Linked DNA regions of Drosophila melanogaster: region 2 is linked to region 1. The links are chromatin contacts, called in public targeted proximity ligation maps. All regions are on one chromosome and are shown on one strand. The core of a region is the stretch at or near the end of the contact, and the rest is flanking DNA. Distances in the headings are between cores, read along the strand shown.

Region 1 (4,594 bases), core at 352-2,851:
ATTTTTAACTGCTGCCGCCAAGATCGGGTGGTTGGGATCTCATTCTCTGCGTAGGTAAAAGGCAGAGGGCTACGTGGTGGTGCACTTCTGTACGTATTGGGTATATCGTCTGAATTGAATCCGCAAGTGAATCGAATCCACATTTGCAAATTCCAGACGGTGTCCAATTATTTACGCAGATAAATAAGCGAAATCCGCCGTAATGCGAAATTCAACAAGAAGTAAAGAAGGCACACAACTTGCTCCGCCTTTGTTTGGTAAATAAAGATCCACAATGATGTGGGTTAGTAAATTATCCCCAATTGTAGTGATGGATCGAAATCAGATCAATGGATCTGGCCCGAGATCGAGTGGCAATAACTTATGCGGAGCGGTGCAACTTCAGCACCTAATTTCAGGTCCAGCCGCATCCTGTTTACGGGAACTCCTTGTGAACTCAAGGGTTTTGTCGGATGGATGTGGATATGGAAATGGATCTGGATGCGGATGGAAGGTGGGTAGGGAGGGCCTTCGGGCCGGATATGTGAGTGTGAGTAATTCCTGGGCGCGGAATCAAAGTTTTGGATCGTGCCGTTCCGTGGCGAGATCATAAAGTTCTATTTATACCAATTAGGGGAGAGCTATAGTTGCGGGAAGTTCAAACTCCGAGTACCGAGTACCGATCCCGAGTCCCTAGTCCCGATCCCCCTGCCACCCATCTGCGAGAACTTTCCAAGAGCAAGTGGAGCGATTCCGAAGGTGGCTGCCACTTTGCAAGGCCCAAACGAATGTGTTTTTTGGTGGGTGAGGATAGAGACGGAGGGTTGGCATGTGCCGCCACTTGAATCAGTGGCTGTTTATTGGGGATGGGATCGGATTGTGAGAGAGAGGGGTATGGGGATCGGGATCGGGGAGGCTCCGAGTGCCATGTGCAATGGCAGCCAAACATCAACCGTGTCAAAATTCAAAGAAACAAAAGCGGAAATGTTTTTGTTTTCCTTATTTTTAACAGCCGCCACATGAGGAAAACTAAAACACCCGAGTGCCCGTGGTAGTGGTAATGGTAATGGAAAGCTGACTTGGTCAATGAACTTTTCCCGCTGTCTATAATTGGCAGTGCCAGCGGAATTTGGTTATGAACCTGGCACTACGATGAAGTTAAAAAGTAAATATTATATATAAAATAAAACATTCGGAGAACATTCATTAAATTAAGATAAAACCCGATCAGGCGATCATGTGAGACTGCGATTTATTGGGCAAAATAAATAATTTAATATTTTGTCTACAGACCAATAAAAGAAATCCAAAAACTCTTAACAATGTGAGATTATTAATTAAGCAGCTTATAAATAATAAGTGTTAACTAATAATAATAATAATAATATAATAATATAATAATAATTATAATATAATTTATGCATGATATGTGAAAATTTTAAATTGTATCTACATATTTTGCATGTAGAATATTTAAAAATTATATGTAAAAATACGTATATTACTGGAATGCAGTATTAATGTATTAGTTGATAAATACTAAAAAGTGCGCAAGTCAAACGGTAACACCGATACTTTCGTACAACTAACGCCTCCTAAAATCGATGACACGTTTATCGGTTCGCCAATCGAGCAATAATAGAATTTTGCTGCGCTGCCGAATTTTCGCGAAATTCACCGGAAAACGCACGTAAGCGGGCCAAAACTGCACTAAAATATGCACAACTAGAAAGGCCATCCATAAACCATAAGAAACGCAAAGCAAAAGACGCGGAGCAGACAGGGAACAAACAGCAAACATCATGGCGCCCACCCCCTTGCCCCTCGAGCAAATGCCTGGTGTTGGCGGTGGCGGAGGAGGCTACCTGCCCGCTGCCCAGGTGAGTGTTGCTGCCAAACTCATTATCCCATCTCCATACAATGGATACATTGTGCTTCACAGGAGGGCGGCCCCCGGATCAACACCATGTCCATGTCGGTGCTGATCGACTTCATCATCCAGCGGACGTATCATGAACTAACTGTACTGGCTGAACTGTGAGTAAATGTTTGAATGAGTATATTTATATGTTTAACTGAGGCTTGCTTACCGCGAATTTTAGATTACCACGCAAAACGGACATGGAACGCAAGGTGGAGATCTACAACTACGCGGCACGCACCCGCCATTTGTTCACCAGGCTGAATGCGCTGGTCAAATGGGGCAACTCGGTGTCCAAGGTGGACAAATCGTCGCAGATAATGAGCTTCCTGGACAAGCAGAACATGCTTTTTGTGGAGACCGCCGACATGCTGGCGCGCATGTCTCGTGAAACTTTGGTTCGTGCTCGATTGCCCAACTTTCACATACCCGCCGCCGTCGAAGTTCTGACTACTGGCACATATAATCGTCTACCCACCTGTATACGCGAGCGTATTGTGCCGGCCGATGCAATTACGCCGGCGGAGAAGAGACAGACACTGCTCCGCCTGAACCAAGTCATCCAGCACCGCCTGGTCACAGGAAAACTTTTGCCCCAGATGAGAGAATTTCGCATTCGCAACGGACGAGTCACCTTCGAGGTGAAGCACGAGTTTAGCGTTTCACTGACCGTAATGGGGGATAATCCCACAGTACCTTGGCGGCTGCTGGACATCGATGTGCTCGTAGAGGACAAGGAGACGGGAGGTAAGGAATCTGTAATTCTCTCATAAGTCTATATTATGTACTAAAATCATTGACTTTGATAGACGGAAAATCGCTGGTGCATCCGCTGCAGGTCAACTACATCCATCAGCTCATCCAGGCACGCCTAGTAGAGAATCCCAATGCTCTTAGCGAGGTCTACAACTGTCTGCACTACTTCTGCCAATCCCTGCAGCTGGAGGTTCTGTACACGCAGACCCTGCGTTTGAACTACGAAAGACTGGACGACAACAATATAACTGTGGAAGAGTACGTACCAGGCGTAAAACTGACGGTGTCGTATTGGCGTGATCTAAAGTCGGAGCTGGGCTACCGCCTAACCGTTCAATCGGATCCCAGCGAGATCGGGCGTCCGTTGGCAGTGGTCCACGTGCCCTCACTGGGCGCCAAGGAGTCTGCCGAAGTGGCGGATCGGGCCGTACGCTCTGAACACCTTTCGATGGAGCGCCTAATTGTACATACTGTCTACATACGATCGGTGTCCAGGCTGAGCGATCTCAAGCTGGAGTTTCAGGCTTTTTTGAAAGATGTTGACTGTGAGTGTAAAGTAAAACTTAACTAGGTAGATTATCGAGGACTAACTAATCCCTGTTCTCCCAATGACAGTCAACCTCCAAGGAACTCCTGCTATTTTGACCGTCCCCGTACTCTCGCCCTGTCTGAGGGCCGAGCAGATTCACATCACCATTGACACCCACACAGGCATGTTCCGTTGTCATGTGCCCAAGCATCTGGACTGTCCGATAATGGAGGAGATGCAGGACTGCCTCAATGGGGATCGCAGCAAGCTGCCCGCTTTGCTTTCGGAGCTGCGCTTTTGGATCACCCATCGGAGGTGCGACAAAACCCTACAACATCTTCCGGCTACGGCCACCGAGACACTTCCATTTCTTGTGCAGCCTGATCAGGAGATTTTGCAGCCGGGCAGGCACAAGATTTATGTCAAGCTGCACAGGCATCCAAATATTGTTTTGGTAATTATACATTTAGTAAGTGTAATTGTGAAAATATGAAAACATTGATTCATTCCAGGTGGTTCAACTCAAGGAAAAGACTACCATGCCCAACGAAATGGAATACACCTTTCACCTGGGCTTCGTGGCCTACCAAAAGGACGAGCTGGATGTTATAGACGACTCCGCCATGCAGCTGGTGTCTATAGTGGCCCAACCGCATTCGGACATTCCAAAGTGTTACACCAAGCTGATGCGCCTTATTGAGTTTGATACTTTTGTTGCCACTCATGGACCTGGCACTGAGGTGGACGGTGAGCACAATGACACTTTAAATCCCTTTTCCATATTATCAAACAATCCATCTTTTAGCGGAGGTTTCCCCGCACAAACGAAAGTCGAATGGGGATTTGCTGGCTCCTCCAGCTAAACAACAAAAGACCATATTTCCTGCCTACTTCATTCCCGAGCTGGCTCATGTGGTGGCCATGTGCGATGAAAAGATACCGTTCATGAACCTAGCCCAGACGCTGTCCAAGCACAATATTCCCCACAGCGGACTGCAGGTGGAAGCGAATGCCACGTCACTTGTTCTGAAGATACTGGCCTTACCACAGCCAGGAAAAACAACCTTTGCAACCCAACAACAGCAGCAACAGGGAGCACCTGCAGTGGCAGGAGAAAATAAGCCAAGTGGTACCTCTGGACTGCCGAAAATCGACTCCCACGTGTGGGACGACCTAATGCGTCGCGTTCTCTCCATATCGATTCGTTCACAGACCAACAAGAACAGCCAGGTCCGGATCTGGGTAGTGGAGTTCGTCTTCTACAGCACACCGCTGCAAAGTAGCCATCCGAAGGAGCAGGGCAGTCGGCGGACTGTTTACCTCACCTACGAACAGGCGAACTACGACTTTTCAAAAACAGTTGAGGATTTGCTAAACGACTGGTCGAAAATCGTGTACCTTTACACGCT
Region 2 (4,932 bases), core at 1,494-3,993, 61 kb after region 1:
ATATCTGCACAGTTAAAGTCATTTATCACAAGTATGTACTATGAATGTATGTTTCTTTCAACAACTCTGCGTTCGGCTGCTGCTTCTGTTTGGTTTTGGAATGGTCTGCACGTATAAAAGTACAAAATTGTTTATATTCGAGCCTGTTGTTTCTGGGAGTGTTTGTTTGTATCGGTATTTGGCAATCTGTTTTACACTTAGGAGCTTGGCGATTCGTTCAACAAGTGATGGAGAGGCAAAGAAATCGAATTCAACAAGAAGCATTACTAGGTGCTACATTTACGTCTGGCTACATGTGTGTGCGATATGCATACGTAATGAATTAATATGTATAATATGGTAGTTCTAAGTATTCGCATAGGTTGCAGGAGGCAAAGAGATCCGTAGCCCAGAGGGGCGGTGGAGGGGATAGTTTAAATGCCGCTTAAATACTGCTGTAGTCTGTGGAGACCCTGCTCCGAGCACCACTTATGTGGAGGTCACGCCCTTGCGGGCCACCAGCATGTTGAGTATCGGGTTTTTCCGGATGTAGCTCACGGCCTTTTTGTGGGTGACCATGGTGAAGTCGTAGCCGTTGCACTGCAGGATCTTGTCGTGGATCCGCAGACCTGCTCGGGCGGCGGGACTGCCCTCGTGCACCTCGGTCACATAGATGCCCTATTTTCAAAGGGGAAAACGTAACATTGTAACATTGAAACTGCTCTTAAGATACCGAACTAAAACTAAATTCCCCGACTTTCAAGGAGAGCTATAATTATTAGCTTTAAGATTGAAGCTCTCTTTTATGCCCGGAATTAGGTTCTAGTGTTTCCCAAGTTTCTCACATAATCCGTGTATCCCTGAGGGCTTTTCTTGTAGTCCTGGTCGATTCCGCCGCCGATCTTGAAGCCGCACTTGAGGATCTCGCGCCCCTCCTGGTCGTAGTCCTTCTCCTTGTGCAGCGTGATGGGAATCTGGGAATTGTGAGTCACATTTCATCAATCACTCGAATTTGAAAGTGGCTTGTCTTTTTTGCTCCAGCGACCCAATTTCACCTATACACACACAGGCGACTGTGCGTGTGAGCCAGGTTTAGTTCGTTCGCAACTTACGCTCAAGCACTCCATCGCCGTGCCGGCCTGGTGCTGGAATGCCATTTTCGCCATGTCTACCGATGCTTTGACTAACTTTAATTTGCTAGATTAGCTAAGATTCCGCTGGTAAATTCGTCTTAAGATTGTCGCCCACAACAAACTCTGCTTCTTCCTCGCAATCATTTATCGATGGCGAAAAATCGATAGGTTGCAGCAATAATGCGATTGTTGCCAGCGACTGCCGCTGACTTTAAATATATACTTTTCATATAAAATAAAAACATGAAGGTCTTTACGATTGCTGTTTGGCAATGTTTCTTAGTTTTATTTATACTATATTATACATCTAGAGTCCCTATGCCTATGAGCGCCGCATGGCCAGCATGGTGTTGATCTCCCAGATGATGATGCGTGTCCGATCGATGATCTCGCGTAGCTGCCTGTTCTTCAGCTTGACGGTCTCTATGAGTTCATGGTTCTCCTGCAGGACTTTCCGGTACTCATCGCACAGCGAGGGCTCGATTCTCGGTTCCGGCTCATCGCGGTAGGGAATCAGACTCTCGGCGCTCATGTAATCCATTCCGGCGTCGTTGCACTTCTCGTAGATGATGCGCACCCTCTTGAAGAGCAGCCGGATGGTGCGGAAGTACTCCTGCACCTTCTTCTCGGAGCTGTTTTCCCTGTGCGAGGTGGGCTGGATGCCCTTGAGGGAGGCGAAGACCTCCTGGAAGCGCGAGGCGATATCCTGCACCGTTTCCTGACCGAGACGGGACAGCTGCACAATGTTAATCTCCTTGTGAGGATTTTGCTGCGAGATAGCCAGCATATTGTTGCTGCCCCCGGCTCCACCGGGTGGAATTCCTGCGACCGGATTGAGTTGCTGTTGCTGTTGGGGAATGTTCTGCTGGGGCATGTTTTGTTGGGGCTGCTGTTGCTGCTGCTGTGGAACCACTCCCCCTCCGCCCATTCCCACACCACCGCCCATTCCCACTCCGACGCCCACTCCTTGTTGGGGCACCATCATTTGCTGCTGCATCATCTGCTGCTGCTGCTGTTGCTGCATCTGGTGCTGCGGAGACATGCCGGGCATCAGGCCGCCAGGACCTCCAGGTCCTTGGGGATTCATCTGCATGCTACCCGGGCCGCCCATCATGCCCATTTGTTGTTGCTGCTGTTGATGTTGAGGCGACATGTGCATTTGCTGCATATTGCCGTGCTGCATGCCAAATCCACCCATCGGCATCATGTTGGGGCCCCCGCCTCCTCCGCCGCCGCTCGATGGTCCCTGATTACCCTGGTTTTGACCGTATTTCCACATTTTGCAACGTTCTTATAAAATAAACAAAATATCACGCAGAACGATAAACTTTGGCAAATGACACTGTTGTCGATAACATAAAACAAAACGGATAGTGTTAGATAACGCTGAAACTGTATGCTCGCAAACAGCTGTGAAGTCGCGGGTTTTAAATTACCAATCCTAAATGATAGATCTAGATCTAGATCTAGATTATCTTCACTAGATAAATTTGAGTGTTTTTACTAAGTTTTTATTTGGTGATTACTAAAATTTAAATTCTTAGTCAAATCCAAAATGGTAATAATAGCCCCCTGCAAAACTCGTTAGGAATGCGTCCATGCGAAAAGAGAGTTGCCACATGCGCGCAAAAATAATGAACATAGGTGTGTCAGCTGAGCGGTATTGGTGGAATTCAATTTTGGCTTTTTCATGCTTTTAAACGATTAAAAATGACCCGCGATGAGGATAATGGTTTTAGTGAATGGGTAAGATGTAGATAAAATGCTAAAAACATTGTACATAAACCAAACCTGCTCTTTTCAGGGCGGCTACTTCGAAGCCAAGAAATCTAAACTTGAGGAGCAGTTCGCTGCCGCCAGCGATCCATTTCGCAAGTCGGACCTCTTCCAAGGAATTTCTATATTTGTGAACGGCCGGACTGACCCTTCGGCGGATGAACTGAAGCGTATTATGATGGTGCACGGCGGGACCTTTCACCACTACGAAAGGAGCCACACGACGTACATAATAGCCTCCGTTCTGCCCGATGTGAAGGTCAGGAACATGAATCTCAGCAAGTTCATCAGCGCCAAGTGGGTGGTGGATTGTCTGGAGAAAAAGAAGATAGTAGACTACAAACCCTATCTGCTGTACACGAACCAGAAGACATCGCAGCCCATGCTCATCTTTGGGAAACCCAAAGACAACGGCGCAAATGAGAGCAAATCGGATGTGGAGCCGCCGAAAGATAAAGCGGAAGTGGAAGTAGACTCTACAAAAGATGAAACGCAAATGGAGTTGGGTGGCATTCTCAAGAATTTGCAGCAGGCTGTGGCCACTTCGCCGGAAAAGGAGGCCAGTGCATCAGAGAGCAAGATCACAAACTTATCCACCACCTCGAATAACTCCACCACCGCTCGCACAGCCGCGGATCCAAATTTCTTAAGTGAATTCTATAAGAACTCACGACTGCATCACATCGCCACTCTAGGCGCGGGTTTCAAGCAGTATGTCTGCCGGTTGCGTCAGAAGCATGGTACCCAGGGCTTTCCCAAAAGAGAGACACTGAAGTCCCTTGCTAATTCACACCACAATTGTTTGGAACGCTATGTGATGCACATTGACATGGACTGCTTCTTTGTGTCCGTGGGCCTAAGAACCCGTCCTGAGCTTCGTGGGCTGCCGATTGCGGTGACCCACTCGAAGGGAGGTAACGCAGCCACCGATGTACCGGTGCATCCGCAGGCGGACCGAAAGGCAGAGCTGGAACTCTTTGCCCAGCGCTTCGAGCACCATTTCCACGATGGAGACAAGGCGGAAAAGGTGCGCTCGGGCTTCGACAAGAAAATGTCGCTCTCGGAGATCGCCTCCTGCAGCTACGAGGCGCGGGAAAAGGGTATCCGCAATGGCATGTTTGTGGGCCAGGCCCTGAAGCTGTGCCCGGAGTTAAAGACGATTCCGTACGACTTCGAAGGCTACAAGGAGGTGGCTTTCACTCTGTACGACACAGTGGCTCAGTATACCTTAAATATCGAGGCTGTGAGTTGCGACGAGATGTTTGTGGAGCTAACCGATCTGGCACACGAACTCAATGTAGATGTGATGGCTTTTGTGAGTCACCTCAGGCAGGAGGTTTACTCCAAAACGGGATGTCCGTGCTCAGCAGGAGTGGCAGGCAACAAGTGAGAGACCAAATAAGCCTTTTACAATTATAATATATATTATATATATTATAGGTTGCTGGCGCGTATGGCCACCAAGGAGGCCAAGCCGAATGGCCAGTTCTTGTTGGATTCGAGCAATGATATTTTGGCCTATATGGCGCCGATGTCTTTGGATTTACTGCCCGGTGTGGGCAGCAGCATAAGCCATAAGCTCAAACAGGCGGGACTGAATAATTGTGGAGATGTTCAGAATACAACGTTGGAGAAGATGGAAAAAGTGCTGGGCAAGAAACTTGGACAGAATTTGTTCCAGAACTGCAGAGGAATTGATGATCGTCCTTTGGCTTACGAGCAGGTTGGTGTGCAGATTTTATTGCGTCCCACATATTTGTTTCTAATACCGTACTTTTCGTTTAGATCCGCAAAACAGTTTCTGCCGAAATGAACTTTGGTATTCGCTTTACCAACTCGGTCGAGTGCGAACAATTTCTGTGTCAGCTCAGCGAAGAGGTTACTAAGCGTCTGGTTGAGATAAGGCGCAAAGCTAGATCGATTAATCTGAAGATAATGGTGCGCGCCGCCGAAGCGCCAGTCGAAACCTCCAAGTACATGGGCCACGGAGTTTGCGATATAATCAACAAGTCCTCTCTGATCAAATATGCCACGGATGATGTAA

What was found.
Region 2: a targeted proximity ligation map of the Kc167 cell line shows a contact between it and region 1, with 4 times the contacts expected there. A contact is called at or near these places in 31 of 107 Hi-C or Micro-C datasets (the Clone 8 cell line, the D17-c3 cell line, the Kc167 cell line and 8 more) and 6 of 7 datasets of targeted methods (the Kc167 cell line and the S2 cell line).

What each region holds. Positions count from the first base shown.
Region 1 is chr3L:591,645-596,238 of dm6, forward strand. It overlaps MED14 (Mediator complex subunit 14), which reads left to right and starts at 1,602. Exons shown (of 9, transcript NM_167835.2): 1 at 1,602-1,859; 2 at 1,922-2,016; 3 at 2,082-2,647; 4 at 2,710-3,207; 5 at 3,272-3,639; 6 at 3,698-3,932; 7 at 3,991-4,594. The coding sequence starts at 1,782.
Region 2 is chr3L:651,620-656,551 of dm6, forward strand. Rev1 (DNA polymerase Rev1) reads left to right here and starts at 2,744. Exons shown (of 7, transcript NM_138203.3): 1 at 2,744-2,858; 2 at 2,917-4,274; 3 at 4,329-4,611; 4 at 4,674-4,932. The coding sequence starts at 2,823. It overlaps MED30 (Mediator complex subunit 30), which reads right to left and starts at 2,470. Exons shown (of 1, transcript NM_138202.4): 1 at 1,368-2,470. The coding sequence starts at 2,391. The coding sequence ends at 1,435. It overlaps CG3402, which reads right to left and starts at 1,262. Exons shown (of 3, transcript NM_138201.4): 1 at 1,092-1,262; 2 at 825-953; 3 at 1-657. The coding sequence starts at 1,145. The coding sequence ends at 469.